Regions from separate parts of the Capra hircus genome. Here region 1 is linked to region 2. The links are chromatin contacts, called in public Hi-C maps. All regions are on one chromosome and are shown on one strand. The core of a region is the stretch at or near the end of the contact, and the rest is flanking DNA. Distances in the headings are between cores, read along the strand shown. Region 1 overlaps GNG7 (guanine nucleotide-binding protein G(I)/G(S)/G(O) subunit gamma-7). Region 2 holds the start of GADD45B (growth arrest and DNA damage-inducible protein GADD45 beta).

Region 1 (3,576 bases), core at 989-3,488, 87 kb before region 2:
TTGCAACATGTAGGATCTAGGTTCCTGACCAGGGATGGAACCTGGGCCCTCTGCATTGGAGGCATGGGGCTTAGCCCCTGGACCACTAGGGAAGTCCATACTTTTGATCTTTAAATACAGATTTATAGGGAGTTGCAAAGAAGTGGGCAGGAAGTCCTGTGGACTCCTTCCTCCTCCAACTTTTTTTTTCTTTTTTCTGGCCATGTCACTCAGCCTGCGGGATCTTCAATTTTCCAACCAGGGGTTGAATCCATGCCCCCAGCAGTGGAAACTCGGAGCACTAACCACTGAAATGCCAGGCAAGTCCCCTCCTTCAGCATTAACATGTTGAATAAATGAAGTACAATATCAAATCTGGGAAACCAACATGGGTACAGCCCGCAAAACTCATTCAGACTTCACTGGTTTTACACACACTCAGTTGTGCTTGAGTCTTGTAATTTTATCACACATGCGACCTTAATCATTTTTCATATTTATTTATTATTTATTTGGCTGCACCTGGGTCTTAGTTGCAGCATGTGGGATCTAGTGCCCTGACGAGGGGTTGAACCAAGGCCCCCTGTGTTGGAAACGTGCAGTCTTAGCCATTGGGCCACCAGGGAAGTCCTGCCTCAATCATTTTTAAGAGTGTAAATGGGTCCCACACCAGAAAGTGCAAGGATCCCTGAAATAACAGTTCCAAGAGATCTTTTCCTCATTTGCCTTTTAAGGTAAATGCTGTTACTGGCTTCATTTTACAGGCAAGACACCAGGAGATTCATTCCAATTCTGTTTCCCCATCTCCCACAGCCACTGGACAGCAGAGATTGGACTGGATAACTGACTCTTCTAGAGTTGGTGTTCTCAGCTGCCAGAAGTGTTCCTCTACTTGTTATCTTTTAAAATGTTAAAACGGAGATAAGGCAAAATGTCCCAGGGGACCTATCACTCAGTGAGTTTGACATGGCCCGTTTTCCCTCCACTCTCAGAAGAGTCAGCTGTAACCTCATCTACATCCAGAAGCAGATGGCTTGCATTGAGGGGCTGTGCTGTTAAAAATAGTAAGAATAGAAGTGGTCATCACGCAGTGCAAAGCTTTTCACCCTGAGAGTGTCTGGAACAGGGACTGAATGGGGGCAGCTTAACTGGGCATTACCATCTTGCTCTGGTGCGTCCCCTGTGAGTGCCTTCACAGAATGGCGGGTGGACTTCCTCTCCGCTCCATTTACAGAACTTCCCTCATATTGTGCTTTCAGTCCCGCTCATAGTCATTGAATTGAATTCGTGATGCTGAACGCTCAAATGAGACACACCTTAACACCCCCGCCCCTAAACACAAGTTGCTCCCAATTGTAGTAATCTAAATTTTTGCAAATTGCATCTTATTTTTTAAGATTTCTTTATTGGTTTTATTTTGGCCACTCTGCATGGCATGTCATGGAGTGTGGGATCTTGGTTCTTTGACCAGGCATCAAACCCGTGACCTCTACGGTGGGATCACAGAGTCTTAACCACTGGACCACCAGGGAGGCCCCTGGATTGCATCCTGTTGTAAATGCATTAGGGACTTTCATTAAGCGGTCACCCCAACCTGAAGGCCACAAAAAGGCCGAACTAGACCTTGGAAGGCCTGGAGTTCCAAGGAGAGAATGCTATTTCCAACCTTATCACGGTCTTGGAGGCCACAGTTCAGTTCCTTTGTCAGTTGTTTTTCTAAACTCCTGGCTGACATTTTCCCAAGTCGTTTGAAGGATCTTGATCGAGGAGGACACGGATGAGTAACAGGGGGTCATTGATGGCTTCCATGGGTGTCAGCCAGACTTCCCCACGTTGCTGTGCCCTTTTTCCACACTGTTCCTTTGTGCCTTAACCCATGCATGGTGCCAAGTGGCAAGCACCGACCGGAGCACTGGCTGCACAGCCTCAGGAGATGCAGGAGGGACTGACTGGCCTACCAGGGCTGGGTCACTGGGGAGGAGTCCCCAGACCAGTCTTTCAGCAGTTTCACTGTGGGCGTTCCTTGAGCTGAATCCACAGAGGCCAGTTGCTTGTTCAAGTATGAGTTCTTCTAGACCAGGGCTCTCACCTGGGTGGACTGGCCCCCGGGGGACCCTGGGTAATGTCTGGGACGTCTGTGGTTGTCATGACCAGAGTGGGCTCCTGGCATCAAGGGGCTGGGGCCAGCGAGGCTGCTTCACACCTTACAGTGCCCAGAATGCCCCTCAGAGGATGACCCACCCTGAGTGTCCACCTGAGAACACTGTTCCCATCCCACGAGGTCTGTTAACCAATGAAGAAGCCTGCCTTAAAAAATACAAGAGGCAGGGATCCCCGGGGGGTAGGGCAGAGAGGGGGGGTGGGAGTGGGGAAACCACCACCTCCCTTCCTTCAAGTGCTTCTATGTTGTTTCTGAACTTTGATGGCCCAGACTAAACCCTGCTGAACAACCTACTCCACAGCCTTAGAGAAATTCCCAGACTTCCCCGAATTTTGGAACTTTGGTACCCCCGGGGCATGCAGGGCTGCTGAGGGCTGAGGGCCTGTCTGCCAGCTCCCGAATCCTGCATTCTGGAGGCCAGCAGGGCTGCACCCATCTCCCCTTGAAATGCTCTCAGAAACCCGGCCTGGTTTATTTGGATGAATCGAGGAAGGGCTGGGCCAGCGCAGGATTTATTTTGGTGAAACTGAAACCTCAGATCCCAGCGTAGATTCTCGAGAAGACTGACATTCCCCGAGTCAGCAAGGAAAAGTGCAGCTCTCCACGGGGTCAGCCCGGGCCAGCGGGCCAGCCAGCAGAGCACCACGTGGTGTTTGTGCTCCCGCCGCGTTCGGGTTTTCCGGCCCCACTGTCCCTCCCCCTCCCCTCCCTCCTCCTCCCCCCTCTCCGCTCCCCTCCTCGTGGCCCCCCTTCCTCACCGAAATTCAGTGGAAATGTTCCTTGGAAACTCAACTTCCCATTTTTGGAGAAGCTTCTTAGAAACAAGACATATTCCAGCTTGTAGTGAGATGACCTTTTAGCTCAGCTTGTATCTTTTGTTTCCTTCACATAAACGTAAGTTAATACAGAAGTGATACTGGCTCCGTATAAATCAGTGTCCTCTCAACCTGCTGTTTGCTTTTCTGTTTTTCACTATCACTGTCCACCCCCAGAGGCTTGTTAGACTTGCTTGTCCTAACTGCTCATCGAAAAGAATGAGGCGAGTAGTGGATGAGAATGCATTGTATATCTAAATGCCATAAGTCCATTGGTGCATTTTTGTTTTCCCCTATGAGTATAGCAAAAAAAAAAAAAAAAAGAGAGATCGGAGAAGGCAATGGCACCCCACTCCAGTACTCTTGCCTGGAAAATCCCATGGATGGAGGAGCCTGGTAGGCTGCAGTCCATGGGGTCACTAAGAGTCAGACAGGACTGAGCGACTTCACTTTCACTTTTCACTTTTATGCATTGAAGGAAATGGCAACCCACTCCAGTGTTCTTGCCTGGAGAATCCCAGGGATGGGGGAGCCTGGTGGGCTGCTGTCTATGGGGTTGCACAGAGTCGGACACGACTGAAGTGACTTAGCAGCAGCTCCAGCATAGCAAAATAGATTTCT
Region 2 (3,690 bases), core at 775-3,274:
TGTCAATATACTGAGTTTGCAAGCTGGGAGTTCATGGGTACAGAGCAACATGAGCCCCTGCTCCCAAGTCCCAAAGTTATTGTCCTGGCCGGGCTGCCGACCCTAGGCCAACCAAGGCCCGTTTTTTGCAGATGTCAGCTCGGGTCTCAAGAAGGGTGGGGGCTGCAGTCAGTCCCACCCCACCCCACCCCGAAGTGTGGAGCCCAGGCCCTCCTTGGTAGGGGAAGCAAGCAGCTCCCTGGCTCCTGCGTCTGCTCTGTCACCAGGCCTGAGCTCCCGGGTCCCCTCTCCTGCTGGCCCGGGTCCTGTCTTCTCCTCACACCGTGGCCGCCGCTGGCCCCCGGCTCCAAGCTTCCCGCCCTGGGGCGGCCGCGCACTCCCTCTCCTGTCTTCAGTCTCCAGCGATCCTGCCCCCGATGGTCTCACGGGTTGGGTTGTTGGGGGGGTTGTTCTGGGAGGGAGGGGGGATCAAATATTTATGTGGTTTTGTGTTTTCGGCAGCAAGAGTTTCCGATGCCTGGCAGGGTCTCAGCGCTCCTGGAGGGAGATGTAGGGAACCCACTGGTTGTTTCCCCTACTTTCTTCGCAGTAACTGGCCACCTCCACCAGGCCGTGGCTTTTCCAGGTGTCTGTATGAGGGTTCTGTGGGAGGGCGAGAAGAGGGGTTCAGCAGGAGCCCCAAGGAGTGGGTGGGGAGTGTCCCTCTCCCAGGGCTCCCATGGGGAAAACAGGCTGGCTCAAAATAACTCGCTGGGTGAGGAGGCCTGGAGGCCAGCAGGTTGCCCACGGGACATGCCAAGCGTGGCTGAACGCTGAGCTGGTGCACACCGGCCAGCTCCACTTTGTTGACAAACACGGGCCCAGGTGCCGGGTGGGGGTGGGGCAGGGCGGAGCCCCAGTTTGCTCACCGTGACCAGGAGACAGTGCAGGTCCCGGGCCTCGGTGGTGCCCTGGGTCTCGGCCGGCTCGCCCAGCAGCTGCGCCAAGCGCTGCATCCCCGACACCCGCACGATGTCGATGTCGTTGTCGCAGCAGAAGGACTGAATAAGCGTAAAGTGGATCTGCAGGGCAATGTCGTCCTCCTCTTCCTCGTCGATGGCCAGGAGGCACAGGACCACGCTGTCAGGATCCCTGAGGGGCCAGAGGGGGATGGGTGGGTCAGCTGGGGATTCGGAAGGGCCCCCCTTCTCGTGCGGCGGGGAGTTTGCAAAAGCAGAGAGCAACTGCAGGTGTGCAGGGGATGGCATCTGCAAGCAGATGCTGGGGTGGGGGAGAAGACGCTCGGTTCAAAGGCCGGGCGTGGGTGGGGGGTAAGTCAGGGACATAAACAGGCGACTGTTTGCAAGTGATGTAGCCCCAGCATACTGCAGCCTCCACGCCTCAAAAAAAAAAAAAAAAAAAAGGCAGAAAGATTCCCAATCCACAATGGGGACACTTGGGGGTGTCCCAGACCCATGCAAGAGAGGGGTGCAGGAGGGAGATTGCAGAGCGGAGAGGGTCCCCACCCGCGCCCAGCCGGGAGACAGAGTCTGACTCACACATTCATCAGCTTGGCCGACTCGTACACCCCCACGGTGAGGCGGTCCTGGCGCTGCGCGGCCACCAGCAACTCCTCCACCGCGGCGCTCACCGTCTGCATCCTGGGGCCAAGGGAGAGCGGAGGTCAGCATCAGGCCAGGCACGGGGCGCCCCGTCCCCACCCGGCCCAGCCTGACCTCAGGTGGCAGGGGCGCCACTACTTACTTTTGCGCCGCGTTGTCGCACGCCACGAGCTCTTCCAGTGTCATGTTGCAGTTATAATCCACAGTGGAAAACAGCCTCACGACAGGTTCAAGGAAGAAAATGCAATATCCAAGGCTGGAAAGCCCGAAGCCTTCCCACGGAGACCAAGCGTTCGTCAAGACCTTAGGAAGGCAGCGAAATCCACCCCCAAAAAAGGCGGAAAAAATTGCAAGTGTCTCAGCAAGAATAATCCAAGTAGCAACTGCAAAAGATCCGAGTGCTCGGCGTCAGCGATCTGAGCTTGCGGCGGCCGGCACCGCCTTTTATAGACTAAGAAGGTTAGGGGCGTAGCCCCAGTGACCCGTTCGCCCCTCCGATTGGACAAAACACAAAGGCGAGAGAAATTCGCGCTGCGGTTGGCCAGCGGCGGGGAGGGGGCGGGGCGCCGCCCGGGGGTGCCCCACGTGGGGGCGAGAGCCGGGAGGAGGGCGCCGGGAGGGGGGGGGTGGAGCCGGGGGGAACTTGAGTGCCAGAAAAGAGAAAAAAAAGCAGAAGTTTTCTCCTATTTCCCGGCAGCCGCGCCGCGTTTCGGGGCGCGCGCGGGATTTCCAGCGCGCGAGGCGGCCCAGACTTTCGAGCGGGGGGCCTGGAATCCCCTCCCGGTCCCCGGAGAGTCCCCGGCCCGAGTCTTTCCAGGTTCTGCAGCAGTTTTACACCGAGAGGGAGCCCAGTCTGCAGCCCGATCCCTAGGTGGTGGTGGGGGGGGGTAGCCCAGGGGGGGTAGCCCCAGGCTGCAGGGACCCCAGCCCCTGGGTGACTTTATTTTCTGGGCGTTTCTGCCCTTATCTGTCTAATGGGAATGCAAAGTTGGCCTCATTAGATTGCAGAGTCCTAAATAAAGTGAGGGATGCACAGCAAGCGCCTAGCACGCGGTGGTGGTCGCAGGAGGCCGCCTAGATCCCCAAAATTGCAGGCTGCGAAGGCGGCCTCAGAGTTGCCACCCGTCCTATGACAATGCACACCGGCCTCATTGGGTTGCAGGAAACATTAACTAATAAGTGGAGTACACAAGAGACACTTGATAAACATCGCCTGGTAGTCTGGGAGGTCGCCTCGAGTTCCCCAGAACCAGGGGCTGCAGAGCCCAGGGCCGAGACCCGGTGCCCCCTCTCCAACCTGGCGAGTTTCAGGGTGGGGCGCGCGTGGGAGGCGCAGGTGGCTAGGCCTCGCAGGCTCCACGCCCCCTGCAGGCGCCTCGCATTGCAAGGTTTGACTGCCCCTGCTCACAGCGGCTCTGTTGGGGGAAATCCAGCCCGAGAGAGGGCGAAGGGAGCCGGTTCATCTGTGAGCCACGCGCTGCCACCTTTGCGCGCTTACTGTGATGGTAGCCGCTTTTATTCCCTCCGGAGGGGGCGCTGAATGTATGGAGCGCGCGCTTGGCCCCAGGTTCTCCGTATCACGGTTCATTGAATCCCCAAGAACCCAAGAAGCATGGGCTATGCTTATCTGCAGGATGCAAAAGGGTAAACTGAGGTTTGGTGAGGCCTCCACTAATTCAAGGCCCCAGTTAGTTGGTGCTGGAGTTACACGTGTGCGCCAGGCACGGCCGCGCGCTCGGACAGCCGCCAACCACGCCATCTCCCTGGGAAAGCAGTTCACGAGCCAGGCGGGCAGGCCCGCGTGGGACTAGCTCCCACGGTCGATCGGGGGCTCCCGTATGACTCAGCTGCACCCCCACCCCCGCCAGCCTGGGGTCTGGCCTCGGCCTTACGGCTAGATTCCCCCAGCTCCCCGGCCTGCGGTCCCGCTGACGCATCGCGCCGCCTCCGCGCCGCCCACCATGGGGGCGCGAAATGTCCCGGGCGCTGCGAGGCGCGGCGGCGCCACCTGGTGTCCACGCGAGGTCCCTGCGCCCGCAGTTCCGGAAGGGACCAACCGGCGGGGGTGGAGTGTAGAGGAGGTGAAACA

What was found. Hi-C and Micro-C count contacts between places; a contact is called where the count stands out from the background.
Region 1: a contact with region 2 is called in a Hi-C map of blood, with 4 times the contacts expected there. The contact joins the enhancer-like site here to the promoter of GADD45B in region 2. A contact is called at or near these places in 3 of 5 Hi-C or Micro-C datasets (all in blood).

The regions. Positions count from the first base shown.
Region 1 is chr7:89,531,748-89,535,323 of ARS1.2, reverse strand. The region is part of intron 2 of GNG7 (guanine nucleotide-binding protein G(I)/G(S)/G(O) subunit gamma-7); the gene reads left to right. Among named protein-coding and RNA genes, the nearest start is that of GNG7, 75 kb to the left of the region's middle. Within about 2 kb of position 2,238, at least 3 of the 5 cell types and tissues checked have an H3K27ac peak or open chromatin away from gene starts, as enhancers often do.
Region 2 is chr7:89,444,649-89,448,338 of ARS1.2, reverse strand. It overlaps GADD45B (growth arrest and DNA damage-inducible protein GADD45 beta), which reads right to left and starts at 2,024. Exons shown (of 4, transcript XM_018050778.1): 1 at 1,744-2,024; 2 at 1,539-1,640; 3 at 909-1,131; 4 at 1-642. The coding sequence starts at 1,787. The coding sequence ends at 529.